Regions from separate parts of the Danio rerio genome. Here region 1 is linked to region 2. Evidence: chromatin contacts called from public Hi-C data. All regions are on one chromosome and are shown on one strand. Each heading gives the region's core, a stretch centred on a gene start, on an enhancer-like site or on the middle of the called end of the contact. The rest is flanking DNA. Distances are from core to core; before and after follow the strand shown. Region 1 overlaps lekr1 (Leucine-, glutamate- and lysine-rich protein 1). Region 2 overlaps lekr1 (Leucine-, glutamate- and lysine-rich protein 1).

Evidence for each region. A called contact is a pair of places that touch in the nucleus more often than the background predicts.
Region 1: a contact with region 2 is called in a Hi-C map of an unstated tissue, with 4 times the contacts expected there. The contact joins two enhancer-like sites. A contact is called at or near these places in 1 of 18 Hi-C or Micro-C datasets (an unstated tissue) and 1 of 4 datasets of contacts at active chromatin or transcription factors (caudal fin).

The regions. Positions count from the first base shown.
Region 1 is chr18:37,820,613-37,827,952 of GRCz12tu, reverse strand. It overlaps lekr1 (Leucine-, glutamate- and lysine-rich protein 1), which reads right to left. Exons shown (of 13, transcript XM_073929990.1): 12 at 3,892-4,158. Among named protein-coding and RNA genes, the nearest start is that of si:ch211-195m9.3, 190 kb to the left of the region's middle. Within about 2 kb of position 4,027, at least 14 of the 62 cell types and tissues checked have an H3K27ac peak or open chromatin away from gene starts, as enhancers often do.
Region 2 is chr18:37,597,445-37,604,046 of GRCz12tu, reverse strand. The region is part of intron 2 of lekr1 (Leucine-, glutamate- and lysine-rich protein 1); the gene reads right to left. Among named protein-coding and RNA genes, the nearest start is that of lekr1, 17 kb to the right of the region's middle. Within about 2 kb of position 4,181, at least 17 of the 62 cell types and tissues checked have an H3K27ac peak or open chromatin away from gene starts, as enhancers often do.

The DNA.
Region 1 (7,340 bases), core at 2,778-5,277, 220 kb before region 2:
CCCCTGTCATAGGGTATGTATTCGTTTATGCAACATTGTGATGACCAATGTGCCCACATAGACAGAAATAATTTTTTAAAATGGTTTGGACTGGCCCTAAATTATATTTATCTGAAAGTCTAAAAATGTTTTGTTTAAGGGTAAGGTTTTAAATGTTTGGTTTACTTTATTATAAGGACATTAGAGTGTTGTGCTAGTCACACAAATCTATAGGCCAACAAATTGAAAAAAGAAAAGAAATACTGAGTAAAACAGATCACTTTTAAACCAGATTTCATTATGTTCATTAACACAGTTAGGTAGATTAGATCTAATTTAATTACCTTTCTTGGGACTCACCCACCATCTTGAATTAATCAATTCACTTATCATTGTGATTAGCATATCCGCACTGCCTTGGTCTTTTTGAAGACAGCATATGTTTTAGAACAGCTTCTGCGTCAATAGCATGTCTGTGATGTCTTAAAAATACCGTCTAGGTAGGCAGCACACTTCATTTAGAAGCAGAGCTACAGTCCTTCCCACTTCCCTCCTGCTCTTGAACCTGCAGCCTCATAAATCCTCATAAATATCAAGCAAAGTCTGAAAATATCTCCCATGCCTCTAAAGAGAGCAGGCACAGTTCAAAGACGAGATGAAAAGGCTAAGAGAAAAAGAGAGCGTGAGAGGGGGAGCAAGGGAAAAGAACATCAAGAAGGTGCTTCTTATGAAAGGTGAAGCGTTAAATGCCCTTAGGTATCGATTTTATATCACAGTCAGATCTTAGATAGCTTTAATGGATTCTTAAAATGCAGCGAAATCTTTCCCACAAAAGAAAGCCATTTGCTTTGAAAGCGGGGAGGGAGATGAGAGAGGGAGAGACGCTGCGCTCTGAGGCCAGCATAAAGGAATATGTCAGCTGTGAAATTCACGTCACGGCACCTTGAACTAGATGAACTGGCGAGACACGCAGGACAGAGAGAGAGAAGGGGCGGGTGGGGGTAGATGGTGGACCCCAAGGGCGGCAAAAGGCTTTTTGGAGTCTGCGAGTGGGAGAATATGAGAGAGTGAACTGACAAGATTGTCGTGACTGAAACCACAGACGCCCCCTGGAGAGACAGGCATGCGTGTCAACAGAATACTGGCCCAAATACTCTCTCGCTCTATCTCTCTCTGACTGACTGGAATGATTCACTCATCTCTCCCACACTCTCACGCAGGCTCATGTCACCTCTGCTGGATCTTATTTTGGTTCTGGATATTTATTCCTGTTCTCTTCTCTGACCTGGGTAAATTCTGGATGCCAGTCATTGGCTGCGCATCCAGTTACTCCAGTTGCTAATCCTGATGTTGGTCACGGTTGATGTGCGTCACCACAGTCTCACTTCTGCATGCTTCATTTATTAACCTGTCTCTCTGGGTGTCTGCTTGCATATTTATTTATTTGCATGTGATTTAAGTTACTGGTTTATCCTCTGCCATGTATATGAAAGTTATATAGAGTAGCTATGTGGTTGTTTTTGTTGTGTCTTCATTGTTAATTCATTGGTTAAAGAAGTGTTTGAATTGACAAACGTTTTTGCAGTTCAGTGTTTTACCTCGAGGGGTCAGTAAAAGTACAGTCATTTAACCCAAATAAATTATTTTGTTTCAATGCAGTTTATCAAGTGTTGTAGCCAAAGTTCATTACAAGACAGTCATGCCTAGTTAATATTAAAAGCTTCAATGATTACACTTTGCATAGCATATTTATTGTACAGCAAGTGGAACGTTGAATTGAACAGAGGTAGAACTCCTCATCCTTGATGCAAATAATATGTTTGAAACAGTATGTTTATATTTAGCTGTAGTAGGGGTTTAGTTGATTTCTACATACATATATTATTTACAGCTTACGTGTAAAATGTCACTTGACTGTAAATTGTACTTTTAAAACATTTGTTGTTAGATTTGCAGAACATTTTTCCTAAAAAAAAAAACTAATTCTTCTTTTTTAATTTAAACGGAATTTAAACGTGTGATGATAAACTGAACTTACAGTTTCCTTATACATTTGGAATTGATATTTAATAAAATTTCCAGAAGTGTTGGTACTGTACATTTAAAGCATTTTCATTAATTTTCCTAGAACTGGAATAATATAGGATAAATGTAAAAATTACAGTAAACTCAATCTGTTATTAACATAAAATAAGGAACATTTACTTTTTTTTTTACTAAATGTTCTTTAACTTCCTAAACTTTTTAAACAGATTTGGCAGTTTTTTTTTTTTTCACAGTTTGTGGTCAAGAAGCTGCAAGAAAGTGTGTTTTTACTAGAAAAGAAAATGGAAAAGGTGTGACATGTAAAAAGGTGTAGCATAACAGGGGGAAGGGAAAACTGTTGAAAAGGAATGTCAAAGGACATGTGAAGCAATTACACCTTCATATCTAAAACTACATATCTGTATTTCTTTAATGTATAATTGTTTTTAAAGAATGAATGAGAGATTCACTGAAATACATCTAATAAAATATATCAAACAATTAATCTACTAGGGCAACACGGTGGCTAAGTGGTTAGCAGTGTCGTCTCACAGCAAGAAGGTCGCTGGTTCCAGTCCCGACTGGGCCAGTGGGCATTTCTGTACAGAGTTTGCATGTTCTCCAGTTGTTGGCTCCGGGTGCTCTGGTTTCCCCCACAGTCAAAAGACAAGCGCTATAGCTAAATTGGCTGTTATGCAGGAGTGTGTCTGAATGCGAGAGTTTATAGGTGTTTCTCAGTACTGGGTTGCGCCTGGAAAAGCATCCGTTGTGTAAAACATATGAAGAGTTTAGATGCAAAAACCTCTAAGTGCCATCTAGAATTTTATGGCAAAGAAATAAACTTTTCTTTGCCATAAAAGTAAAATTACTGAATCAAGACATAGGAGCCTGAGAAAAATGGTTATATTAGAAGAAATTTTCAGATGCACAGAAGTTTTTCCATCTGAACTTTTCATATGCTGGAATAGTGGCAGTTCATTCTGCTCTGAGGACCCCTGATAAATAAAGGACTAGGCCAAAGGAAAATGAATGAATGAGTTAATCTACTACTGGTTTACCAAAAACATTTTGCACAAACTTTTAAGAGAAACAAATTAATAAATGTCTCAATGCCTTCCAGAATTTCTTGTCAAAGGAAGTGACATCACTTGGAGCAAGTCTTATGCTTTTTCTATCAGTGCTTTACAGAATGGAACAATGTTTTTATAACAGACGTAACCAGAATGTGACCAGAATGTAGGGACCGACACAAAATTCTTAGTTTTTCTTACTAAAATTGCAAATAAAATGTGTTTATACAACCTAATAAACACACAAGACGAAAAAGATGAAAATTCTACTTAATTATTTTAAGACAATTGAAGCTTAATGCATGATTTAGGAGGCAGAGAAAGGGCTTACTGAGAGGTATAGAATCTTAAAAAAGTTAAAACAGTTATAGTTTAAAAAAAAAAGAAAACTTGATACAATTTGAATTACTCAAAACCTATTCCTTGATAAATGTTCTATTATATTACAATCATATATTATAATATATTAGTTCAATAGGTGGGTGTATTTTCAGGTCACATTTTATGCTGATGTATGGTGTTACAATAATGGATTTTTTTATTTTTTACAATACATACCAAATCAAACCAAAAACCCGAGACTACAGAACTTTGATACAAACCGAATCTGCAATTTTTTGAACCTTATATATGAAATGTGTCTACTTCTAGCTGCTATTTTTTTCTTATGGAGTGCTTAGAAATGGTGTAAATGTGCAGTCTGCTTTATCCATTTCTGAACTGAAAGGCTCTGGCTCAAGTAAATTGATAGCTTTTCTCAATCTCTCAAATTCTGGGTTCAAATGTGTAAGAAGACAGATGGAGAGTTGTGCCTCACCTCTTTCTCTAGGATGACCCTCTCTTCTTGGAGTTGCTGTATGTTACTGTGAGCCTTGTTCAGCTCTAGTGTTTTCTGCCGCAGCTCCTGCAAGGTGTACTGCAGCTGTGCCTCTGCTGTCCTGCGTTCCTGCAGTAACTGCTGCTGCCTCTGAGAGGAGCTCTCATGAATATGTTGCATCTCCTTCTCTTGCTCTTTAACACGCTCCTGCAGCACCGACAATTTCTCTTGGAGCACCTGTGTGGCTGAATGAATGACAGCGGGAATCTAGAGTGATAAATGTAAAGACATGAAAATACAGTTTGCATTAAATAAATAAATAAATAAATATTTGATGACTGCAACTACATACATCTGTATTTCCATCAGGGGCATTGCTAGGGTCAAAAGGGATAAGGGGCTTAGCCCCCTCCCACCCCCCGAATAGTTATTTTATTTTACCAAAACTACAGACATGTTTTACTATGAAAACAAATATTAAGCTTCATCAGTAGTTAGAACTATTCAGTTTTGCGAAACAGTTGTATTACCTCATTAGCATCAGCTCCTCAAAATAATGAATGAATTATGATGACGGGATTTTGTGACAACAGTGCCATTCCCACCTGCCGGTAGAAACAGGTACTGCTGAATAGCTGACTAATTACATGACACAAACGCTGCGTTAAGTGGAGCGCGTGATGTAAATGTTAATTTTAAGGACTTCGATATCAAAATAAATGTTTTTTTTTTTTTTTTTTTTAAGTGCAACATATTCCAAAAGATCAACGGCTTTTGACATTACATCAGTGGCTTAAGCCCCCAAAGCCCTCCCCCTCGCAACCCCACTGACTTCCATATCATCCTTCTGACTACACTTCAGAGAAATTTTAGATAAGATGTAGTCTTAAAAAAGAAACCTCTTTCCTCTTTCCTTTCAGATAAAAAATTCATATGTGAAATGTTTATTTATTGTATTTATGTTAAGTCCAATATAGCTATGAATGTAAAAAGCAATGCTAAGCACAAATAGTAAAGATCTGATTTGCACTATGTGCAAAAAAAAAAAAAAAAAGTTAGGTGGAAATAGCACTATAGTACTAGGTGGAAATAGCACAATTACAATATGTAGACATTAGGCAGAGATAACATTTAAACCAAGCACAATAGTGACAGATGTCATTTACACAATTGAGGATTATGCTACTTACACTAAATAAATATACAGTATTATATATTTGTACTATATGTAAAAAAAAAAAAAAAAAGTAGTTTTATTTCCAATAAGTGTATTTAGATGCTATTCTTGGTGCAAATAGACAGTTGCACCTCAGTAATAATGCTACATTCTAAAAAAGAAAAATAGTATATAGTGCGGGGCGGCACGATGGTGCAGCGGGTTGCACTATCGCCTCACAGCAAGAAGGTCACTGGTTCAACCCCCGGTTGGCATTTCTGTGTGGAGTTTGCATGGTCTCCTCGTGCTGGCGTGGGTTTCCTCCTTGTGCTCCGGTTTCCCCCACAGTACAAAGTAATGCGCTACAGGTGAATTGAATGAACTAAATTGGCCGTAGTGTATGTGTGAAAGAGGCGGTTCATTCCGCTGTAGCAACCCCGGATTAATAAAGGGACTAAACCGACAAAAAAAATTATAATAAACTAGTGTAAATCAGATTATCAATCAAACTGATGCTACCTTAAGACAACCCTACTATAATTTACTTTGGCTCTTATTCAGGTAAAACTAATACCTTTGTAATCTGTTATGCGATGCGTAGGCCCACATGGTATCTGCGCAGAAATCCGCAATCTTCGCAGATTTTTAGCCCATCGACTTGTGTAAATGTGTGCAAATGTATATTTATTCAGTTTTTATTCATTTTACGGATAGCATTGTAATATAATAATAATAATAATATTATTAAAATGTTCATATGATTTATTTACAATACAGTTTTTAAAGTATTTTTTTCTGTCTTTTAGTAGAGATATTATATAAGAGACTTGCTTTGTTTAACAAATAAGTGCATCTAATTGGATTTGCATTGTACTGTAAATATTATGGCCCAATGCCAATTCTATTTTTGTATCCCTACCCCTTCCCCTTTCCCCTTTGCCCTTACAACCAAGGTTTAAGGGGAAGGGCTTCAAAATGTACCCCTAAGAATTGGGACAGCACTACAGTACCTGCACACGTCATTATATGTCCTCACGATTTCTTGCTTCATATGAGATCAGACGATCGCCACTGCTGGAGTAATTCCAGTTGTGTTATTCTTTGGTATTTATCTACAGGAAATCACCAAAGGCATATATAATGTCATAATATCTATAATGGTAGAATTGGGATTGGCCCTAAATAAAAGGTAAAAATGTATTATTTGTTGATCTCAGAAATTAAGTTTTTAGTTATGATAGTCCTAAAACCATTCCGCATAAATCTGGTGTTTTTTTTTTTTACTAAATTATCTGCATAAACAGCAAAAAATGTCCGCAGATTCTGTCTGGACCTATAGCCATGAGTAGCAAAAAACCAATATGTATATATATTCATCTTTGGAATGACAGATACAAGTCCTGCACAGTGGCCAGAAAGATTTTGAGCCATTCTTCATGCAGAATAGTGGCCAGGTTACTATGTGATACATTTCTTGACTCAATCCTCCAAAATACCCCAAAGTAGCTTCATGATATTTAGCTATGGTGACTGTGCTGGCCACAGGAGATGTTCACAGTCATGTTGATCAAACCACTCTGTCACCAGTCTTACTGTGTGTATTGGTACATTATCAGCCTGACACACAGCAAGACCTTCAGGATACAATGTTTGAATCATTGGGTGCACATGGTCCTCCAGAATGGTTTGGTTGACCATGGTAGTCACGTGCCCATCTAGCACAAAAGAATGCCATGATATTATGAGACAAACCATCACTGATCCACCCCTATGCTTCGCACTGGGCATGCAACAGTCTCTGCAGGTGCACTTCTTTGGGGCTTCAAACAGTCTAAGATACACAATTAATTCTGCATTGAGTTGGGTAACTTGGTGCTATGCTGACAATATTCTGGATACTGTGGATCTTAATACATCATAAGGACTTGCTGTATTGTTCACTATGCATCAAGATATAAGAAGGGGCCACAATTAAAAGATGCACCTCCCTAACAGATAGACACTTGGTTAGCTAGTTAGTTAGCATGTTTGTTTTGACATCCCAGCAACCTGTCCTGAAGCACTGTCCCCATCCAAAATTCGCTACCCATAACAGACTTGCCAAGCAAACCCTCGCTATGGCATGCAGACAGACAAAACCTCTCAACATCATTTCTGGACCAATAGAGCTGCCTTCACTGATCTTCCTCTGGCTACACACACACACACACACACACACACACACACACACACACACACACACACACACACACACACACACACACACACACACACACACACACACACACAGTAT
Region 2 (6,602 bases), core at 2,932-5,431:
ATGACAAACAACCAAGCCTTGCCACTCCTCCCCGGTGTGAAAGAGACCTGTCAGAGTGCAAATGCCACACCAAAGCCCATGAAAACCTTGCTCTGAACTGCACAATGCTGCCGACGTGTTTCTCTGTGACAACAAGCAGAAACGAACAGAAGAGGTCACATACTGTAGTTTCATTTTTGTGTGTGTGTTTGTGTGTGTGTGTGTGTGTGTCCAGCCTGAGTTTCTGTTAGGCTTACTGTAAGTGATCATGTGTTTAGCAGGTCGAGCTCACAGCTGTGTGTTCCAGTCAGCTTACTCTAAAGACTTGACTTGTTTTCATTATTAGATCTTATGAAAAGAGAAGTGATAAAGAGATGAGATGAGATGTCATTGCTGAGCTCGGAAGCCGAGTGATTTATTTGTATTCATGCTCTCAAGCAGTCGTTTTCAACCTTTCATTCAGTGTCATTTACAGTATATATGGAAAACTTCTGATGTCTAGAGGTACGATTTTCCACTGAAAAGTGCTGGGTTGCACAAAATCAGCCTGTGTTGGGACAACTTGAAGAAAATAAGTTAATTTATTGTTTATATATATATATATATATATATATATATATATATATATATATATATATATATATATATATATATATATATATATAAATATAAATGTAAGCAGATTAAGCATAAAATAATCAAGTTGTCATCATCAAAGTAACTCAAGAATTGTGTTGTTTCAGCTTAGATTAAATAAGTAGTTTGAACAACTAGCTATGTAAGATCAAGTTGTGTAAGATTATTATGAGTATTAGTAATATTAGTAGTATTCTAACTGCACATTTAGCTTAATAATCGGAGACATCATTTAGGACAAGCCTTATATTTTTAAGGTTTTATTTTATTTGTGATATCTTGTTTTAAGTTTGCCTACACTTGATTACACTAACAGTATACTTGTGCTTTAGCGACATATTATTAAAGAGCTGGGCGACACAGTAGGTAGTGCTGTCGCCTCACAGCAAGAAGGTCGCTGGGTCAGTTGATGTTTCTGTGTGGAGTTTTCATGTTCTCCCTGCATTCGAGTGGGTTTCCTCCGGGTGCTCCGTTTTCCCCCACAGTCCAAAGACATGCAGTACAGGTGAATTGGGTAGGCTAAAATGTCTGTAGTATATGTGTGTGAATGAGTGTGCATGGATGTTACCCAAAGAAGGGCATCCGCTGTGGCGACCCCAGATTAATAAAGGGACTAAGCCGAAGAGAAAATAAATAAATGAATGTATTAAAGTGTAAACTGTATATTCAATTGTTTTGCTACAATAAGCTTCAGTGTATTTTGAGAAAGGGTAATAATTTTGCAGTTTAATTACACTTGCTGGCAAAAGTCTTGTCACCTATGCAAGTTTTAGGAACAACAAATAATAATGTGACTTCTAGTTGATCATTTGGTATCAGAAATGGCTTATATGAAAGACAAAATATATATTTTACTAAAATAAAATATGATCATGCCTTGATTTTTAATTATTTAATTAGGACAGTAAAAACTGACTTTACATACTGTATTTGAGATGATTGAAATGCCGTTCAACAGATGATCAGGAAAATCTAAAATCTACAACTTTTCCAAATGACCAACTACAAGGTATATATATATATTAATTAAATAAGACTTCCGCTGGCACAGCTCTGCAGCGACACGGGCTCGTGCTTGTGTTTTATATATTTATATTTATATACGGTCTTATTCTGTAAATAATGTATGTTCTTAACTGTTTGTTCTTAATTGTTTTGTTTTATTTATTTTTACTGTCTGTTTAGACAATGTTGTAGCACCTTTTATGCCCAAGACAAATTTCCTCTCGGGGACAAAAAAAGTTAAACCTAAACCTAAACCTATATATATATATATATATATATATATATATATATATATATATATATATATATATTGTTACAACTGGGATCAACATCAAGACTTTTGTCAGGTAGTGTACTGTCATGTCTTAAAGTGTGGACAATGTGCATGTACATTTGATTTAATTAATCGATTTTGAATTTCTATTTAAATTGAATTTCTTGATTTAACTGGTACACTAATGTTGTTTTAAGTATTGTTTAATTGTCTTGGCTCATTTGAATACAGAATGGAATTACCCTGCTGCATAACTCGTTCTAAAACCTTTTCACACCAAATAAGCTATTAACAAGCTAGGTTGAAGATAATTTACTAATTACCCTGCTTGGAATAAGTGTCATAATGCTTGTTTTAAGAAATTCCTTTTTTTACTAGTGCCTGCAAAAGTTTTCTTATTTAAAGATTATAATCGTCTCTCAGCACTGTCAGACAATTTGACTTGTTTTTAGTCTTTATCTTCTTAAATAATTTGTTTACTTCTTGTAGATTTAGCAGTGCAGCACAAGGAATTATAAGCAGGGGCAGACAAAATCAGATGTTTTCTTTGCTATTTCTGTGCTACATTTTGCAAAAAAAAAAAAATAAATATTAATAAAATAAATAAATAAATAAATAAATAAATAAATAAATAAATAAATAAATAAATAAAAACTTTTTGAAAAAAACTGCAGATTTTTTTTCGTAATGAATTTGAGAGGATAGTAACTAAAACCGTAACAAAAGCATAAACATTAAATAAATAAAAACTTTTCAGCTTGAATTTAAAATTTACAATGTAAATTCAATTTGATCAACTTGTTTGGTAAATAAAGCAAGTCTTTCACGTAATATCTATTCTGGTTCCTAAAGTGGGGGTCGGGGCTTGGTGATTTCCAAAAATCTAGTTTATTTTATTGAACCATTAAAATTATCATATTTTATCTATAACATGCTAAAGATAAAAATAGTAGTAGTAGCCTTTACATTTCTTTCTTTTTTTTTTTTTTTTGGATTGCGACCATTGGAGTAATTGCATTTTATTAAAGACAGCAATAGGGTATATGCCGAAGCATGCTAATAGGACTTTTAATTTGCGAGTAACCTGGGTTAAACGTTTATGGTAAACTATATGTCAATGCAAAATTGGCTCGATTAAGGTCTATTTTCTTTAAAACAGCTGGGTGATATCCGATATATAGTGGGTCTCAGATTGTACAAGAAGCACCACATTAAATTACATTTTCCCCGTCATGTCTTTATAATATGAGCATTTGTTTTGCCCTAGTATATTTAATGGAGCTTCTGCACTAGCCTGCTGATTCTGACGGGCACGTGCGTAAATGGCTTTTTATCTTGTTTTTGAATGTATTTTAATGGTATTACAACATCAATGCTGTAAAAAGAACCATATAAAATAGACAAAAACTCACAATAACAGGTCACTGGAAGTTTATCAGTATGGGAAGAACACTAGCTTGGCATATACCCTATAGCGTCAAATACAGCAGATTGATTTTATGAAAGCAGATTAAATTTCTTGCACATTTACAGTATTCAGACGTGGGCCTATTGATTTGTGTGCACCGTTGCATGCAAAAAGATCTTTAGAACCACCTCAAACGATATTGGGGGTCGCGAGTCACTGGCATTTTTATTTTGGGGGTCGTGGGCTAAAAAGTTTAGGAACCCTTGTTTTAAAATATATCTCTTTCAAACTGTGGACAAATTGTAAACACGTGATATAAACATTTACATACATTCAATAAATTATTAAAATTAATTTTAACTTCAACTAAACAAATACATACGTACACACACTTCTACAAGTAAATAAATTGGCTAAATGATGGACTTTAAAAAAGGCAGATTTCTGTGTGGGCCTACTTATAAGTCATTTCTTTTTTTTTAAATCTCTCTCACGTTTTCTTTAATCACTAAGACTAAGCGTCTGGAATTATAGCTGAATTTTTTTTTCCATAAACACACAAATGCAACACAAGTCTCTATGAGATTGACCCTGTCTCAGTTAAAGCCTGTCTGTGATCCTGCTTACCTAACTGTCTAAACACACACACACACACACACGCAATCCTCTGCCTCCCGGAGAAATGTGGACATTTGCACGAAATCTGAAAGCCCTGATCCCCCCGCTTTCTCTCCCTCACGCATTCAGTCAAGTTCAGAGACAGGCACGCATGCATAGGCTTTCACACACACGCACACGCTGGCCTGAGGGAAGGATGTCTGCCACCAGTAGGAACGTGTTCCCGTGACAGTGATGGCCCTCGGGGAGGCCTTTGCCCCTGGCACTGACACATCCGCTCAGCGCTCAAACACACTTACACACTGTCCTCCCCACACACATGCTTATACACATACCTTGTACCGAGCTAGATGGATAGTTCGAGACATAAAAGGCCCTGCTTCTACATCGCTTCTCAGGGGGAAAATATAAAGTTCACTTTGTATAACCTTCAATGAATAAAAGAAAAATCACACTTAAAAATTCTGTAAAAGCATTTGACTGACAGGTTATGCTGGTGAATATTTTACAATAGCCAAATGAAAGAAGAAACGTAGCATTTCTGTGCTATTAAGAGGAAAAAAAAAAGAATAATGACTTCAGACAAAGGCTGGTTCTTCATTGTTGCAAGTGCTGCAACTAACAGTCTGCCATTTCTTTTAATGCTGCGAGTAATACAGAAATGGCACACTTTCTCATTTAAGGTCACGGCACAGCCAAAATTAGCCTATTTTATGTCTTTTTAATTGATATGATGGTGCTTGCCACGTTTCCCTAGGACAAGCTGAATTAAACATATGACTCATGGCAGGGGGCCTGGAAATAACAGCAGTGTTCTTATCAAGGAAAGAGCTATAATTAATTTAAAGGAAACCTTTCTGCCATCATCAAGCATCGGGGGTTATCATCTCATGCACACCGGGAAGAAAGAGAGCAGTTTATGTGCCATGGTCTTTAAAAAAAACAGACCCCCTAATCTGTTTTTCTTTTTTTCAACTCACCCCTCCCCTCTTTTCATCTGCCCCCACCAAATCCTGTGTCAGAAATGGGTCAGCGTTACAGGCACGCAACATACCACCAATACCTAGCAAAAACACCACACCCCCCTACTACCACTACACAAAGCAACCTGTTATGAACTTCCTTTGATAATTATGCATTTAAGTCTTTTTTTTCTGATGCTACAATGAAGTTGAACACAAAGAAAGAATTGCACCCCAAATTGTCTGCCGACTACAGCGTGTTCTGCACAGTGTTAAAGAAAATATCACACAGATAATGAATATTCGGTTTGACCCCATTTTTGAAGCTGTTACATAGAATACAAAAGGAGACAGAATAAGAAAAAAAAAAACATTAGGGGTTTCAAAACCCAAATTATTTTAAAACCCTTTTTGTATTTTTACTTTTATTGTGTAAATAATAATAATAATAATAATAATAATAATAATAATAATAATAATAATAATAATAATAATAATAATTAATAATAATTGTCTGTTTGTTTGTTTGTTTGTTTGTTTGTTTGTTTGTTTGTTTGTTTGTTTGTTTGTTTGTTTGTTTGTTTGTTTGTTTGTTTGTTTAAACAGTTTGCATGTTTGTGCTGGTCTTATTAATTTAATATGATTAAATAATTAAATCAGTAAATTAAGTATTAAATTAAATAAAAATTAAGTATTACAATAAACTAAAATATTTAAAAGAATAATAAAAAATGTAATTGTTAAAATTTTTCATAACACTTGAACATACTGTGTGTGTGTGTGTGTGTGTGCGTGCGTGCGTGCGTGTGTGTGTGTGTGTATTAGCACTGGTGTGAGGCCAGCATTGCCTTAGTGTTCCACCCGTGACAATATACAGCCATATCGCACTGCTACAAGTTTGATGTTGCGTTTAAACAACAGTTTACATTATAGAGTAGACATCAAACACAAAATCAAACACAGAGAGCCTAAAATTCCTTTTGTATGAAGGACTATTTTCTTTCACCATTCTTTCACATCTGTAGCTGATGTCAGAGCAGCAAAAGCTGTTACAAATTTACCAACATCACTTTAGAGTTAGCATTTGAATGATTTTCTAGCGTAATGTCAAGTGATGACAAAAAAAGTGATTTTGCTCACATTTTAAGATCATAAGGCTGAATGGCATAAAATGCCTTCAGTCTAGAGATATTGATTTCTCTGTTGTAATCGGGGGAAACCAATAAATAACCCCAAAAAAAGCCAAAGCAACGCAATCATTACCAGATTACTGTTGTGTTTGCTATAAGGAAAAACACTAAACACATGCGGGCATTTCTTCTTTCTTTCTATTTACTGAACTAATCTGCAGTATCAAAAACAGGAGACACATTAGAAACAACTCGTGGTTATAGAAAGAGTGGCCAACACAAAATACATTCCTAATATGTGAGTCCCATCTCACACTAGATACACTATAATTAGTATGGTATAAATACAACACTGCAACATTAAAAAGAGAGAGATCGGCTTGGAAAGTCACTCACCAATTTTATAATGTTTTGATCAGCTGTAGTTTGAAAGGTTTTTTTCCTCTAAGGGCTTGTTATGCGGTCTCTTTCACCATCTTGTGGATGGACAACGTCTACCGTCTTTGCTCTGCTCAATAGCTATGATTCCATCCACCTATTTTATGCACATTTTGGATATGCACAATATGTTCAAACCTGAGTAAGATATT